Linked DNA regions of Mus musculus: region 1 is linked to region 2. A link is a contact called in public Hi-C data. All regions are on one chromosome and are shown on one strand. The core of a region is the stretch at or near the end of the contact, and the rest is flanking DNA. Distances in the headings are between cores, read along the strand shown.

What was found. Hi-C and Micro-C count contacts between places; a contact is called where the count stands out from the background.
Region 1: a Hi-C map of cortical neurons shows a contact between it and region 2, with 5 times the contacts expected there. The contact joins two enhancer-like sites. A contact is called at or near these places in 1 of 39 promoter capture datasets (hippocampal neurons), 4 of 484 Hi-C or Micro-C datasets (cortical neurons and embryonic stem cells) and 1 of 9 other capture datasets (embryonic stem cells).

The regions. Positions count from the first base shown.
Region 1 is chr11:43,268,424-43,272,816 of GRCm38.p6, reverse strand. No RefSeq gene overlaps it. Among named protein-coding and RNA genes, the nearest start is that of Gm12146, 46 kb to the right of the region's middle. Within about 2 kb of position 2,371, at least 34 of the 459 cell types and tissues checked have an H3K27ac peak or open chromatin away from gene starts, as enhancers often do. A contact at or near this core is called in cortical neurons and hippocampal neurons, where this site is marked.
Region 2 is chr11:42,389,604-42,393,885 of GRCm38.p6, reverse strand. No RefSeq gene overlaps it. Among named protein-coding and RNA genes, the nearest start is that of Gabrb2, 29 kb to the left of the region's middle. Within about 2 kb of position 2,710, at least 10 of the 459 cell types and tissues checked have an H3K27ac peak or open chromatin away from gene starts, as enhancers often do. A contact at or near this core is called in cortical neurons and hippocampal neurons, where this site is marked.

The sequences.
Region 1 (4,393 bases), core at 1,122-3,621, 880 kb before region 2:
GCTTCCCTGCTGAGATAGATTCATCCATCTGGAACCATAGGCCAAATAATCCTTTCCATCTCAAAGTTGGCTTGGTTGTGGTTGTTTGTCACAGCAACAGAAAAGTAATGAATACAGCTGGGTGTAGCAATCTTTGTTGGCAACTCTTTACTTCCAGGGCTTGGAATTCATAATTTCTTTCCTAGGCATGTATAAGTAATGTTTAGACTTGTGAAATCCATGTCTGTGGTCCTGAAGGTATCAGCCATGAAGGAAGACATTTTTAGGTCCTAGGGGAGTATAGGACTCATGGATTAGTCAATGTGGGCCTGGAAATGTTGTATATGAATGGGGATGCCCCTAGATTATATGAGGCAAGCTCTGGTGGGGAAGCTTAAAATCATAGTACCAATACTTCTAGAGCCGTAGAACATGGGTGGAGATTTCCTCTGCTCTCCAGGGATAAGCTAGAGGGATGTAAACAGTTTTTCACCAGTAGCTATATATCTAAGTCCTTTCTTGGGTTGGAAAGGCAGTCTTCCCTGGCTTTTGATACATGATTCCATTTGGTGATAGAGGTTTGGGCTCCTGGTATCAACATTCCTTAAGCTTCCAGGAAGCATTCCTGAGTTCTGAGAATCGGCAGAGGATTTTACTGATCCCTAATAGACATGTGCAGATGGAGTCAGAACTTTATAACAGTAGCTAAGATTGTGGGCTGGGGAGGAAATATCCCTTAGTTCTTGCCAAGGCAAGTGAGCTTGGGACTCAGTATGGGTCTTTAAGTTGTAGGATGTTAGAGAGTGTCCTTTTCCATATGAGTGATTTGTCAGCCCAAGGTTTCTGGTTGTTCCGAAGAACAATTGCAAATCCCTAAGCCAAGAAGGTATATAACATGGATTGTTGTAATAGCTTGGGTTTAGGGAGCTGGGTGAGACTTAATGTACATTTTTAATTTGAAACACAATGGCCACCCTCAGACTATCCTACATTCTAAACTGTATTGAAAGGCTATAAGGGGAATGGAATTCTCTTGCTAGTGTATCTTCTAGGCAATGTTGTTCCATTTGCTGTCACTTTTCACCTTTTCCCTACTTCCTCAATCCCTCCCCTCTCACAGGGAGCCAGGTTGACCTCATAAGCTGCAACTTCTCCACGTTGACTTTCCTCTTTGCTGTCTAAGGTTCTAATGATTTACTAACTCATTTCCAGACTTTTCTCTTTGTCACTGTCTTCAATATTTCCTTTGTTGGCTTGGATTCATTCTGTAGCAGAGTCATATGGGGGACACTTCTATTCAGCCATCTGGGTGTTTCTCCTCCAGCCTGTCAGCCTCCTGGATCTGTCAGCCTGGACCAAGAGACCTTGATCTGGCCAAGAAAATCTGCCATAGATTATTGCTGGCATGTCTTGTTTTCTTATCATCCATACCCTCCATACATTTCCATACCCACCTACGCCACCTCTAGATGATCTCTCTGCTGGGATTTCCTGATCATCTCCTGCTTCTGGCTCACTCTAGTATCTCTTAGACCTCTCAAGATAAACCCCAGTAGCTGATTTAATGTAAGCATGGTAGCTTTCTTTTGCCTTCCAGGTTTTTAGCACTTCACCAGTTTCACAACTAGAACAGATTTTAGAGACCAGCTCTCAGTTTCTAACATTTGTGACCCACAGAGTAAAATGGAGAAGATACCTATATAATGTCAGACCTAGAATATGAAGCTGTAGGATAAGAGCCAATTAGGGTAATGTGAGATGGGAATCCAATCCTCTATTTGGATTGCGTCTTCCCAGTGGTTTTGAGGAATACAGTTTAGCATTCCAACTGATTTGTTAACTCTTTTTTTTGGGGGGGATGAACAGAATCTTGAAGGAGATAGAGTAATTTGTTCAAGGTCACCCAGTGGATTAGTTCAGAATTTGAATCAAGGCTTTCTTAGCTTTACCACTTTCTGTAGATCCACAAATAAGACAGACTACAGGGGACTTTCAAGGGAATGATCAAAGAGTGTCTACCTCCTATTAACCCATCATCCCTTCAAAGTCTCACAGTCCGTCAATAGGTCCCTATGAAAATCATCAATATCATTTCCTCTTGAAACGTCTCCCTCCTGCCCTGATATAAATGCATTGCTGGCTTGTTAATTTTAGTTGGAAAATCGGAGACCTAGTGACAACCACTACTGCACAGGGCTCCTCTGCTGTTCAATAAATGCTAATAAACGGCAATCTGCAGTCTTAACAATTGCTTCTGCCTGAACCCAGATGCAAGGGCAAAGATTACTTTGGTCTGAATTGGATTTGAAAAGGCTGAAGGAACAGGCTTTGAGTGCGCAGTGGAAATGCCAGTTGAATATTAATTACTGCTGCGCTGCCGGATTGTGGAAGGGTGTAGTGGTTCAGCGCAGAGACAAGAGGGACTAGCAAAAGCCTTCAGAATGCTTGTGCTTGTGGAATCCAAGAGCGTGGCTTCAAACAGAGGCTTGGGAGCCTGGGGGTGGCTTTTTCTACAGCTCTCCCAGTGTTCCGAGAGCACTTCTGCTCTTGCAATTTGCTCATTTTATTTACTCTTCAGAATCATCATAGTGACTCAGCCAGGAGCTGTCTTACGGGCAGGTTTTAATTAGTGGCCTGGGAATTCAAAAAGTAGCAGGGAGGTACATAGGGGTTCCAGAAGCTACTTGCCCCACTAATTATTTCGAACACTCCAAGAATGGAATACTCATGCCTCTAGTGATTCCCAACACACAGTTACGACCAGCCTGCCTTACACAGTTATCCCCCTGACCCCAGCATTAGTCGTGTGTCGCATGTGAAGGATAGAGATTTGCTTATGAACATACTGAGGTGATTTCCATATATTCCCACCCCTAGCAATCTTTTAAATTATGGATACTAAATTATGTCCTACAGATTTAGCTGACCAATAGACACATGACTAATTGTTTCTTTCCATTTGAAATGTGAGCCTCCTGGTGGGCTGTATGTTTTGGTGCAATTATATCAGCCCCAGGCCAGAGCTGGGCCATTTTAGCCACCTGAAGAGTGTGCTAATTGTCCTGAAGTATACTGCCTGATGTGTGTCTCATTGCTGTAGTGGTTTTAATGGGAATTTCTAATTAAAAATAAGAAGAGAGTCAGGGTTGGATGCCTTCCTCCTGCATTACAGTTCAGGCAGAGCCCCCTTGAGCATGCTCATGTGATCAAGCCCATGAGGGGAGGCAGCTAGGGCAGAGACTAGCGTGTGTCTGGTTTGTCTAGTAGGTACAGCTCAGGCTGTTGGAGCTCTCATTAGATCTGGGCCAATGTCAACATGTCTTCCCTCATGCCACTTCTCCCAGGCTCTGTGTCAGTGTGTGGAGTGTGTGCCAGTGGGGACTCTGGGAAGAAACAAGGCAGGGATTTTAATCAGCTGGAGTTTCAGGCTGACATCTGGAAGGAGTTCATGACATAAGATTGTTCTAGAAAATCATAGTCACACCCCACTGCTTCCAAAAGACCAGGTTCCCTGGTGATTCAGTAAGTGGTCCAAGAGTCTTATCAGATGAGAATATCAGCTCTGTCCTTATTAACAGTACATTCTTGGAAAAGCCACTTAACTCTTTTGAGCCTTGGCATACTTCCTTATAAAGTGAGGATAACTAACAATAGAAACTCTGATGGCATATTGGTGGACATTTGCTTAAGACATTTTTGTATTGTACATGGTGAGTCACATTTCCTCCCCATGCCCCAAACCCATATTCTTACTACCTTGTTCACAGTCTAATAACACAGAGGACAGGAGAAGAGTGAGACCAAGTTCTGAGACTATTAGTCAAAAGTAGAGACTAGAAAGAAAAGGCAACAAAAGAGAAAATGGGATTTTCTTATCCCTGTGGGATAAGGCTCAGCCCATTTTTGCCAGCTGACATTGAGAAGTTTTTGAGAGGGAGAATAGGGTTTGTAAGAGGTGAACTGGGGGGAAGAAAGAGAAAATGGAAGAAGAAAGAGTTAAGAGGGTGAGAATTGTTGTTCCACCTATAGGGTTGCAGACCCCTTTAGCTCCTTGGGTACTTTCTCTAGCTCCTCCATTGGGGGGCCCTGTGATCCATCCAATAGCTGACTGTGAGCCTCCACTTCTGTGTTTGCTAGGCCCCAGCATAGCCTCACAAGAGACAGCTATATCAGGGTCCTTTCAGCAAAATCTTGCTAGTGTATGCAATGGTGTAAGCGTTTGGAGGCTGATTATGGGATGGATCCCCGGGTATGGCAGTCTCTAAATGGTCAATCCTTTCGTCTCAGCTCCAAACTTTGTCTCTGTATGAACTAACCAGTAACCCCCCAGAGCTCTTGTCTCTAGCTGCATATGTAGCAGAAGATGGCCTAGTCGGCCATCATTGGGAAGAGAGGCCCCTTGGTCTTGCAAACT
Region 2 (4,282 bases), core at 1,461-3,960:
CAAGTGCTGGGATTAAAGGCGTGCACCACCACTGCCCTTCGATCATCTAGTTAGTAGTGTCCTCAAAATTCCACACACAAATCTTCCTGAAACCAGATATCACCTTAAGCTTAGCATAGTTTGGATTTGACTGCGAAAGAAAGCAGAGAGAGCACTTTTATATTTTTGTACTAACTCATATAGGGCTATGCCACTTTAACTCCGTGCTCAAAAACTCTCATGATAAGTCCAAGATGACAGCCAATCAAATACGAATCTACTTTGGTTTCCTTGGAAACTGACACACAGCTAGAGAAATAGATTGCACAGGACTAAAAAAAAAAAAAAAGACTGCAGCAATTTCCCCTTATTAATTCTTTTCTTTCCAAAAGAGAAGTATAGAGCTGACAAGTATCATGTTTTGAAGTTAAGGACAGTATTATATCTTGGCTATCTTTCCTTTTCCAATTTGCTTTCTGGGTCTGTGTATCCAGATTACAATCAGTATATACTAAGATTTAAGTAGATACCACAAATTCTTCCTCCCCTGTTTTAGATTCCAGGATGCACACACACACACACACACACACACACACACTGTTTGTTTGGGAAGTATGAAGACTATTGTTTTCTGAAATTGGTTTTTAGGTGATCATGTCGCAAATAGTGAAGTCATCTGAAAAATTATTTTTTGGTATTAACCTTGGTCTAACCTCGGTGTGGATTGAAGACTGTCTTTCATGTCATTGCACAAACATTGGATACTGAGCAGCATGTATTTAGCTTTCCCCTTTGCAGAATGTAGTGGATACCAGAGATATAGTAGGTATTCCATGAACTGCATCAAGAAAAGGGTAGGATGGAGGTATGAGTCCCCTCACATCCTCATATATCATATACCAAAGGCATACGATAAACTTGTTATTTTTCTCAGTGAGTTACTAGCTTTTGAAGTTAAAGAAATTACATGCCTTGGCTATTTTCTCTTTTCTAATCTGACTCTGAGATGTTGCAGATCTGTATCTGAGATTCAATCAGTACCAATTATCTAAGACTAATAAACAGGATAACTGCCTCCTTCTCTCTTTAGAGCCTATGATGTGGATTTAGCATTTTGAGAGGAGATAAATCAGAGCTATTTGTTAAGCATACATTAATCATTTACTATATGACAGGTGTTGCCCTGACTCATGAGTGTCATAGTTAAGTTTAAGTTTGTTGAATGGAAAGTGGGCTGTTTCCTGTGCATTCCCACTGCATGTTATTTTGCTCTATGACAATAGCGAGAGCAGTGTGCATATTTAAGGGGGATTTCTGATCTCCTTGGAAGAGGTGGAGCCGCTAAGAGTTAGGACTCCTTCACTGTAACTAAATCATTGAATGCTTCTAATAATGAATTCCACAAAGAGGCACTGCTATTTGAAGGTTGTGTAGTTGAGAGATTTTCTAAATTAGTCTCATGTTCATACTGTACCAAAGTTGATCAAAATGGATTCATAAAATGATAGAAGTGAAAAAAGACCACTAAATCTTACTATTTTAAGTTCTTGTATACTTTTATATTTGCATGGATCCCATGTTTGAAGCCTTTACACAGGAACAGTTTGTGAAAAATACTAACAACGATGTCAAATGAAATGCTCTAAGATATTTCTGGCTGGCAGAACATCAGATCCTTACAAATCATTAAAATATAATCATTAGACTTTATGATCATTTTCAGAGGAAATTCATGGAGAACATTATGACAAATATATGCATATATAACATTATACAGAAAAAGCATCTGAGTGTATGAAATAACATAGTACCTATGGCATAGAGGATTCTCCATGGAAATTAGAATGTTTTATGTATAGTGAACATACGCAGCATCAAATTTTAGACTGTTAATCTAATAAATTATTAGTAGATAATATAAAAATAAGATAAGTTAGTATTTGCCAACCTGAGAGATTATTTCAGCTTTTCTTGGTGCAGACATTTTATATGGATGGAGTATGCTATATAGAATTCACCCTACTGCCTCCAGAAATTTGAGTTTTAAGAAAAATATCAGCTTAATATGTCTTTATGTATACAACTGAAAATACCTAAGCTGATCAATTTTAAAAGGATTACAAGATTGAATATAGAAACTTAGTCTTGTCTCTCTCCCTTGCAAATCATATATATATATATATATATATATATATATATATATATATATATATACATACACTTTTGGTTATTATCTTTAAATTGTCAAGTATAGGGGTCCAACTACTCTCTATTTTCTCCTATTTGTGGATACCTTGTGAGGGAAAAAGCTGAGAGGAGAGATGTAAGGGAGAGAGTGAAGGGTAGAGAGAGTGAAGAGAGAAAAAAAGACAGAGAGAGAGAGAGAGAGAGAGAGAGAGACAGAGAGACAGAGACAGATTCAGAGACAGAGACAGAGACAGAGACAGTGAGACAAAGAACAACAGCACCTAGAAAATGCTGCCCAGGATGGGCTATTCTTGGATGATTCTCTCAGGTGGTTAATCACAGGGATTAATTAGCAAGCAGCTACTGTGAGAACTTGATCTTTTTTTTTTTTTTTTTGAGTCTTCATTGTGCATCACTAGGTATTTTCTAAATTCAGGCTGAACAAGGCTGTAAATTAAGCTCTGAAGCCTACCCCAGAGAGAAGGATGCTTACTGCTCACAGGTATCCATCCCAACAGTAGGAGTCATGCTCTGGGTGCTGAGTGAGACAACTAAAAAAATACATCTGTTCCCACCCACATCTTCTCCCACTGACAAATGCTGGGCTCTTGAGGCCAGAATTCTAGAATTTCATTCCAAAAGATACATTTATGAAAACCGGGGGGCAGGGGTAGAAGACATAAAGAAAAGGCTGTCAGAGATATAACACCTGCCCCAAACTGAATATCCAATTATGCCCACACCTTAAAATAGTACTTTGCAAAGCAACCAAGTGTTGCTGTCTCAAATCAGTGCACGTGTTAAAATGGGACCACAGTTAAATACATCTGCTCATGAAGCTGGCATGCTACAAAATACAAAGATGCTTGCTAGAGCAGAATAAAATATCAGCTCTCATGACGCCAAATTTTCAGCTGGTTAAGAATGCCACCCATTCTATGCAGTAACATAGTGTAAGAACTTGACTAGACTTCTAGTATGTAACTAAGTAGTGGATACCTTATGCCCCCCTTCTCTCTCTCTCTCTCTCTCTCTCTCTCTCTCTCTCTCTCTCTCTCTCTCTCTCCCCTCCCCCTCCCCTTCTCCCTCCCTCTCTCCCTCCCTCCCTGCATCCCTACCCCCTTGTATCCTCATATCCCACTTCCTCTCAGCACTGTCTTCTCACTTATGACCCTGTTATCCACTAAATCAGTCCCCTGATCAGAGTACAGGAATTACAGTCGGGTAGCACTGTGGTTGGCTCATTTTTAAACCTGTGCTAGAGTTACTTGAAGGGATGGGAATGATAAAATGTAAAGATATTATCAAATAAATAGGATCCATTTTTTCTCATAGATGTTATGGTTGAATAAGCTTATTATTTTTGTACAGCATTACAAATAGACATTCATGCTTTTGTGCGTATAATGTATACCGTTATGTTAGTTATAACAAATACAGAGCTCAGATCTTTAATCTAGGATGACTGATAAAGACCTAAATAACTGCCATCAGGTTTCAGAAAAAATGGATATAAATAAGAAGTATATTCAGAGTTTTATATATGCATATAAACTATGCAAATAAATTATGGGTTAATATTACAAACTACCTACAAATCAAGTTTCTGTTGAATTTTTGAAGCTTTCTGTACCATGGATGAAAGTGTTGAAAGTTTAGATTAATAAGACCTTAGAAAAATTTCTGTGTTTTAGACATATTAAATGAGCTAACAGCACATACTTCTGAATCTTAAGTATATAAAAAAACGTTTTCAATCGGTCTTATGTCATGTATAAATAAATCTACATTCAAGGTATATAATAAAATTATCCTCTCTGCTTCTGGTTGGGTGAGTAGATACTACATAGTGTTAGCATAGAGGACAGTTAAGTATCCTAATTTTCCCTTCCCCCAAGTACTCAGGGGAACTTTATGTGGCAAGATATAAAGTATAGGTACAGGTATAGGGTAAGAGCTGTTTAAAGTAGGATTCTGTTCACTTGGGAACTAAGGCCTACAACCAACAAATGGGACCTAATAAAATTAGAATAGTGTATACAGCAAAAGAGTTAATTGAATGAAGAGGCACACTACAGAATGGGGGGAAAGCTTTGCCAGCTATGTATTTACACAA